Linked DNA regions of Gossypium hirsutum: region 2 is linked to region 1. A link is a contact called in public Hi-C data. All regions are on one chromosome and are shown on one strand. Each heading gives the region's core, a stretch centred on a gene start, on an enhancer-like site or on the middle of the called end of the contact. The rest is flanking DNA. Distances are from core to core; before and after follow the strand shown. Region 1 holds the start of LOC107949501. Region 2 has its middle 34 kb from the start of LOC121215705.

What was found. Hi-C and Micro-C count contacts between places; a contact is called where the count stands out from the background.
Region 2: a contact with region 1 is called in a Hi-C map of leaf, with 5 times the contacts expected there. The contact joins the enhancer-like site here to the promoter of LOC107949501 in region 1. A contact is called at or near these places in 14 of 34 Hi-C or Micro-C datasets (anther, callus, cotyledon and 4 more).

What each region holds. Positions count from the first base shown.
Region 1 is chrD03:31,766,197-31,770,529 of Gossypium_hirsutum_v2.1, forward strand. It overlaps LOC107949501, which reads right to left and starts at 2,388. Exons shown (of 9, transcript XM_016884162.2): 1 at 1,985-2,388; 2 at 1-1,747. The coding sequence starts at 2,140. LOC107949500 (serine/threonine-protein phosphatase PP1) reads right to left here. Exons shown (of 4, transcript XM_016884161.2): 2 at 4,104-4,333; 3 at 3,645-3,857; 4 at 2,828-3,200. The coding sequence ends at 3,186.
Region 2 is chrD03:31,938,195-31,942,737 of Gossypium_hirsutum_v2.1, forward strand. No RefSeq gene overlaps it. Among protein-coding and RNA genes, the nearest start is that of LOC121215705, 34 kb to the left of the region's middle. Within about 2 kb of position 2,372, at least 1 of the 9 cell types and tissues checked has an H3K27ac peak or open chromatin away from gene starts, as enhancers often do. A contact at or near this core is called in leaf, where this site is marked.

The DNA.
Region 1 (4,333 bases), core at 1,138-3,637:
AAGGGCGTTCAGTTCGAGCAGGGGGTAGAATGATTTGGCGCACAGGACCAACATGTTGGTGCATGACTGTAACAAGATTACCAGAATCAAGATCCCATACACGAATAGTGCAATCCATGCTTCCAGAAACTAAAACCTGACTAAAACTCCATCCTTTTGCAGCACCCATCATCCGATGTGCTGCCAGACATAGTATAGCACCCGTATGCCCAGCAAAGTTTTGTTTGGATATATGAGAGTCTACCTCAAGGCGTGGACTTCCAGCTGGAGAATCAAGCCCCCTAAACAAATTGAACCACACAACTTGGATTTGACCACTAGAGAAGCCATATACAATCGCAGAAGGAGCATAAAGATTTTCAGAAATAACCATGGAAGAAGATACAATTTGTCCCTTTGGGACAGAATAACAACTATCATCTACATGTATGCTATCGACAGTTTCTGAGACGGAAACAGAGCTCTGAATAGATGTTAATTTGGTATTGAATCCACCCAAAGATTCGCTTTTATGATCTAAACCAGCAGTCGGAGTCCAGCCAAGAAACGAAATGCCTTGTCCAAGCATTTTGCATTCATCAAAGAGTTTGCCACGATCACATCTCTGCTGAAGTGACCAGATTGTAACACGTGGTTTCCATTGAAATGAGTCTTCAATAGTGAAGCAAACTGATTCAACCCGAAGAAGTATTTGGCTCAAGTGGACAAAAGAAAACGACAACCTTGCACCCAGGGGAAATGACATGGCAGGGATTTCACAAAGAGGCTCATAATTGAATGTGTTATCTAAATATGATATTGCATACAAAACTGCAGATCCTATATTATTCCACACTAAAAAAATTTCAGATTCATGGGTTACACCAGTAATTTGTGCATTCCCATAATTTTTACTTTCAAGAAACATAGCCCCTACAACATGTGACTGACCATGATCATCTTCAACACAAAGGACATTGTTCATGAAAAGAATCACTCCTATTGTAATGGCACCGTCCAACAGCCTAAATATAGATCGATCTTTTAAAACAGTAGCAACAGTAGTCCTACACGTTGCAATTGACACTACTTGTCCAGCCTCAACAAGGCCATCTTCCCATGCCTCTATTTCTTGCTTAGAAGATTTCTGCAACCTAGTCTCACCCTCACTACCTTGATGAAAGTCCTTTGTCAAAGGAAACAATTGTAGCTTACCAAAGGAGTCAGCCAAGAGTGAACAATGTATTTCTCCATCATCAACTGAAGAAACAACATCCATAAACTTCAAAGGCCCAATGGACAAATTCCCATGAAAAACGGTTTGTACAATAGTAAGAGTATACGTATCAACAATAACAACAGTACACTTAGGAGGCTTCCTGTTCTGAGATTCTTTATCCATTGAAATCTCACCCCCTTCGGCAGATTCCATCAACTGGTGGTCAGTTAAATGTGCAGCATCAATAAAGCAACAGCCTACACAAGCATATCTTGGATTCCAAGGCAATGTACGAATAATCGATGGGCTGCCCACCCAAGGTGGCAGTTTTCTTCTACGCCTGCAGTGGCCACTACTTCTGCTCCAGACGCACAACATACTGTCAGTACAAGCACTTAGTAAGGCACCCCCATTATCAAAGCTAGAGTTGAAAGCAACATTACTTGAATAGTCCATGCTTTGTTCTCCAGATACTACAATGGGACAGCAAATGGCGAGATCAGCTATTGGTGCAGCATGACCGCACAACATAGCAATTGGTCGAATTTCCTGAATATGATACAAATTTCGACCATCAGTCTAAATTCAACAATCTAAACTATACCCTAGCAAAACCCAGATTTACTACCGAGCAAATGCATATATAATATCAAATTGAAGCTCTCTGGTCATTCAATTGCATAACACAAATATAATAAGCTAATTATTCTTAATAAGAAGAAGAGAACCCGAATCTTTTAGTTATATTGTTTTCCTAAATTGAATCGAGTAAAGTTAGTTGGTTACCGAGTGGGAATCTGAATTGGAGAGGTTCCACCAGAGGATGGAGCCATCGGATCCGCCAGTGTAGAGAGTCGGAGGGTGGTTGAGAGCGGCTGTGGCTGTGACACGATGGACCGGAGGCGTGCCTGACCATATACACGCCATGGATCGGCACTTCATGGCCTATGTAGTAGCTCTGCCTTCAAATGTGTTGAAGGCTGCGTTTTTATTACAAATTCGATGCGCAAGTGTCTATATTTTGGACCCAGATACCACTATATACATTTTTGCTTATTTCTTTGTTCTGGGCATGAATCTTTTCGAATGAACTTTTTACTGGTACCACTACCACTCTCTCTCTATTCATCAGCACTTCATAATTTTGCCAGAGTTTTGAGAATCTTCTACTTAGTTAATTAGCAAAATGAACAGAAAAAGGTTGATCTAATTATATATTTTTCAGGATTTCTTTTTTAAGTTTTACCAGGACAGGACCGGTCCAATTAAAGTTGAACCAATAAACCGATATAAACCAACAATTGAATAGGACCTTTTTAATTATTTTTATTTTATGTAATTTTTAATAATTTATTTAAACAAAGTTCCAAATACAACCCACATAACATCGAAAGTAAGAGCCAATTGTAAATCTTGGTTCCCTATTTTATCCAAGCTATTAGTATTTAAGATTTACGATGTTATCAAACTCTCATAAATTTTGCCTTTGTGAAAGCGCATCGCATTGTATCATGGATGGTTCTGATTTTAAAGCCGCTGAAGTGCCTGAAACTACTTCAGGCTTTTGTTCATAGGTTACCAAAATCTCAATGTTAAAGCATAAAACGGCCGAGAGCCATAGCCACCAAGTTCATAATTTTTTTTCTTTCCATTTGACTTGGAAGGGTACTACCCCAACCACAACAGAAGCTGAAAACAGTTACGATACGAAATGATATTTCGTTACCTACAAGAATTAAAAATCAACATACTGGAATTAGAATCCGGTTTTACATATGATAAGAAAAACCAAGCTCCGGCTGGTAACCGAGCTCCATAGCTCTTCTCCTATGTCATTCCAGCAACTTTACCTTCCAATTTCCTTTTGCATCCAACAATAGTCCAGCCAGCCATCACAGTTTCATTCAACAAAACACCATCATTAAGTAGAGACAAGAACGACCCTATTGGTCTATTGGTCATCCAACATTGAACTTTACGGTCTTACTCAGCGCTTCCCACCCTGAAAGAAGATAAAAAAAGGGCACAAATTGGTTTAGTGCCAGAAAAATAAAACGAAACAATCTGATAAAAACAGCTGAAAATGGACAATCTAACTAAAGCTGCACTCCCATCACTAAGTAAAAAAGAAGTGAAACCAGGGAAGGGGCTGTTCAGAAAGGCGCTGAGTCGTTGACAAAGCAGCAATCAATGTCAAAGGAAATTTTGATAGTAAACGGTTGAACCTCTCTCTCTCTCTGTGGCATATTTCTACATGGGTCCTATGTCCATTTGGTAATAACTGATCCATTGACCAGAAACAGTAGGACGCAGTTATACATATATCTGGTGACTCAAGCTTTATACCTGATTATCGATAAATATTATAGGACGGAATTGCTTACCTTTATACATATATTCCTTGGTGATTCAATTTATCAATTCATGATGACTAATAGTTTCCTACCTTGTGAGGTGGGGTTCCTGGTCTGAATGTGTTGTTGCCAAATCCACCCTTTCCTTTCTTCTCTAAAGATTTAAGAATCTGAAACGAACATGTTAAACTATCATCCACACTCATCATGGCACCTGCATTATCGAATTCCCCGCAGTAGTTTGGAGCAGAGAATATGGTCACCAACTGTCGCTTTGCAAAGAACTCATAGCCATCTTCTACAACCTAAACGAAGCATAAAAACATAAAATTTAAAAGACAATAAAGAATACAAACATTAATTACTAGAATTTAGTCAGTCTGCCCACATTGTTATACTGGCAGTAACACGAAGGTTCCAGGAACCCTAAACTCTTCATTTTTCACAAGTTTCCCACGAGTTCCTAATATACCATCAAGTCATGCAAATTTAGCAAAATAAATAAATAAAACAAAACAAAACGAAGTTAAGGTCAATACGGATAACAATACCTGGTGAGCTCGGCAAATGAGATCAAGGTCATGTTTCTTAAGGAATTCAGAAACTATGTCAGCCCCAAATGTATATGAAACTCCCCTATCATTCTCTCCCCAGCCATCAAGATCTTTATCAGGATCAGCCCAAAGAAGATCACAGAGAAGGCCCTGATCTGGCACATCAACAGGGCGAGAAATGCTACGGATCTGATCCAATGTTTTCAAGTCAGGAGATAATCCACCAT
Region 2 (4,543 bases), core at 1,122-3,621, 170 kb after region 1:
TGCTCAACATCATTAATGCGGAATGTGTACAACTACTATTCCAGCTTTAATCGATTGGCTAGAAACTTTGTCACGTAAATGGTTTCTAACCTCTTTCATAAGGTGAATGTCATTTTCTCCATCAAAATCTCTCGCAATACATTATTTGTTAGACATAATTGAATCGTGGATAGAGTCTTTTTATCTAACCTATCTCATTCTGATTTATCTATGTCTACAAGCTTCTTATCTGTAAGGACCTTCTCAAGATCGCCCTGAATCAAAATTATCGTCATCCGAACTTGCCACAGATCAAAATTTATGATGTCATCAAATTTATCAATATCAAACATTGTTGATGCCATCTCCTAATGGGTTGATTGTGGAAATCGAACTAGCTCTGATACCAGTTTGTTGGGGATAACCCAATTTAAAGAACAAACAAGTAAAATAACGAAGAAATTGAAAAGATCGAACACAAATATTTTACGTGGAAAAACCTCTTCGAAGAGGATAAAACACCACGAGCAAAGATAATTTCACTAAAACAACAAAAACGAAAAGTTAAAAGATAGAGATAAAACTAAACCCCGAAACTCGATATAAGAACCCTCAAAATTAAACACAAAATTCTCTGAAAGCTTGTAAAAGCTAATACCTAAATGTGTAATGGGTTATTTTTCTAGGGTGGAAAAAAGGCCTATTAATAGGCTAAATTTGTAGGTCAAATAATATTAAAATAACTTACACTAATCTGATTTTAAGTGGGAAACTAATATTAAAATAATCTACACTAATCAAAGTTTAAATGAAAAACTAAAAACAGAGTTTAACTCGGAGAAGAAAAACCAAAAAAATACGAGGCATAACTCCACAAAAAATTAAAACCAAATCATATGTAATATGTTAGTCCAAGAAAAGTAGTCAATAATATGATTAAAAAAAACAAGAAAAATAAATATCATATGCAATTTTATCTAATTGCTTTAGCATTTCATATTTGTTGGGTTATTCCCTTTTTAACATTTAACATATACTCCTTATCATCATCCGTTGGTCCCTAACTGAGATCTTCACCATCTAAACTAAATATGTTTCATTAAGATTATTAAGACATCCTTCTTCCATACACTTTTCAGTATGGTTCATCTTAATTCCACCTATGAATAAAGTTATGAAGTATGCAACATACTAATACGATCCAGCCTTATTTTTTTATTCTATACTAATGTGATTTTATTAATATAAGCAATCCATTTTTTTTCCAACAAAAAATATTATGTCAATCACATTTTGAAGCTTTGATCGTATCAAATTAAAGAGTTCGCGAGTCTTTTTTGGTGTTTGTGTCTAACTCAATTCACTCAAATGATAGCATACCCTACGACATAGTGTTAGAAAACTTTTTGTATTTACATAACTAGCATCTAGCACATAATATTAGGGCTCAAAATGCAAATAATATGTAGCTTTGGTTATAAAAAGTTATATAAACTTAATTTGGAAAAAGACTTATGCTAGGTTATAACCCTTTTGATAATACCTAAGTTGAGTTAAAATAATATAAAATTTATAATATATATATAACTTTTATAAAAAGAGTTCTATAAAGTGTCCAATAACTTTTATAAAATTTCTTATAAATATTTTTTTACTATAACTTTAGAAAGCTATTGTTTATAAATAAGTTATGGCAAAAAAGTTAAAACAATTTTTTTATAAATAAGTATATTATTTTTATAATATATAACATGGGCACGTAAATAAGTTATGATCAAATATCTTTTTATAAACAAGTATATTATAACACGTAAACTATTTTTATAAAATACTTTTTGTCCATTATTTTAGAACTGTTTTAAGATTTAAATAATATAATTTTTGTTATACATTTATAAAATAAAATAAAAATCTTATTTATAATACAATTTTTTAGGATTTATATATATATTTGCTATAATTGTATCAAACACTCATACGTGTTCGTGCTTGTAATATAATTTTTAGAACTTAATTTTTTATAAAAAAATAATTGTTTAAAGATAAATCATGTATGAGTGTTTGGAAAGCCATATGGTAATTAGATTTGGATGTAATTACCAGCGTAATTACTCCAACTCTCACCCTCCTCTTAGAATTGAAAAGTGTAGTTGAAGTGCTCCAGTTACAGCTAATTTGGTGGAACCCATCAATTATAATAATTATCCAAACATGCTACTATTGTGCAATTATAAATAATTATATACAAATCTAATTATTAAGTAGGTTTTTAAACATTACCTTAATATTTTCGCCATATAAATATATATATAGGGGAATTTTGCAAGAATTTAAATCACATTCCGAGTTCTAAATTAATTAAGTTGAAAGAGTCATGATCCACTTAGGCCTTCTCAGGGGCGTGACGGGTGGCTTACTATGGAAAAAGGAATCCCTTGCCTTAATTGGGTCAACATGGTTGGCCATACCCGGTCCAATTTTTCCATCTATCTTCTCTTAATTTTAAATAAAAAACAAATTTTGAATATTTAATTAAATGAATAATTAAATAAACCTCCAAATTTTTATTAATTAAAACAAATAATTAATTCATCAATTCTAATTAAATAATTTACACAACCTAATTTTAATTTCATTACAATCACGATATTTTTTCTGTATTACAATTTACGTGCAAATTTATTTAATTATACAAAAAATTTAACTATGATAACTACATAATTTAATTCCTACTTTAAACTTAATTATTTTAATTTATTCATCCAATTAAAACATAAGTCAAAGAAATTAAACTAATTTCAAGTCATCTCTTGCCTTCTCGCAAAAATACAAATACAATATATAACTCAGACCATGGGTCGGGCCACCCTCCCAGACCCAAATGCCTCCTCAAAAAGTGAGAAAGTTTCAATAAAATTATAGATTTAAAAAATGAATTTGGACAAAAAAATAAAACTCGCTTTTTAAATGAATTAGGCCTCGAATAGAATTTTTTTGACCTGAGTCCAACATGACTCGACCCGAATCACATACTTTTTTTTTTCTTTCTTTTATTAAGTCGAATCATCTCAAAGAATAGGGCTAAACCCTCCTAAAGAGATTGAAAGTCTTTTAAATGGTGGGCAAGTGAAGTTAGAGAATTTTTTTGATGGTCGTGTTTAGTTAATTAGTAAGTAGCATCATAGTAGTATTATGTATTTTTAGTTGAAATCAGATAGCTTCTGGTTGGGTGTTTTTGAATGTTGTGATGAACTTGGAAAGTTGTTGTGGTCTTAATCCTAGTGGGATTTTATGAAATTTGCCCTTGCAAATTTCTTATTGTAGTATGAGTGAGTTATTTGGACTTTTTAAAGTATAAAGGTTTTTTTAATTTATTTTTAATTTGTTGGGAAATATTTATATTAATGATTTTAATATACTTGATGTATTATTTTTTTTTAAAATTTTTTTATATAAAAATAATAATCTAAAAAATTTTAATATAAGTGGGCCAAGTTGGGTTCGAGTTTAGCATTTTTAATCTAGGCTAGGTTTGGAGCAAAATTTTAAGCCTATTTTTCGGGCTAAACTGGGCCTCGAGCCTAGAAAATTGACTTAAAATTCCACATCGGCCCAGCCCGACCCATAGTCAGGTCTAGATAGTAATCCTGCAATCTATTTCTCATTCATTGTTTTGGACCTTCATTAAAAGTTTTTCATGTAATTCGTTTAGACTATAGTGAGCTAGCAGAATGATCAATTGGACATAATTAGGGCTAAAATAAGTTTTGATTCTTCAACTATTAAATTACAAAGTTATTTAGTTATAAAGTCAATCTATTAAAAGTACAATAACTAGACTTCTCATTATATACCATTACAAAAGCTATTTGTTTCAAGGTTTAGTCCAATGACCTTGCCATATGTGTGTTATCCTCATTAGATATTCGAGACCCCTTAATCTTAAACTCGTTCACCTAATTTGATCACTTTTATATCATAGTCACCATTGTATCTTAAGTAATGAAAATGATCACTACTTATATCAGTAATGATAAAATCATCTGTCATATACAAATGATTGATGATTATGTTCCATTTTCATATACAATGCTAATGAGAAGACATCATTTACTAATCTAATCGATATATGATCCTACTTTTGTAAGTGAAATCATATCATACATAAGTTTTGTAATAAACATACGGACTTTTGACCCATTACCTTGAGAATATAAGTTTTCAATGTATCAAAGTACATGAGTCATGCACATATGGTCATTCAATTAGAATTTAGGTAAGTCCCACTATGAAAAACATAAGAAAATTAATTCATAATGGATAAACGACTAATTTATCTTGGGTCCTATCTAATATAAATGTAAAATCCAGACAATTACATTTATGTCTTTATTTTTTAGAGTCAATTTAGCTCCAATAACCAAAATAAGTTATATCCCCAATTGGACTTATACAGAACATTATACTCCTAACATGAGTCATTTGTTAAATATCATCTGATGGACAACGAACTATTTAGGTTATCTACTAGTACAAGTTGTCTTCTTGCATTACAATTTGGTCG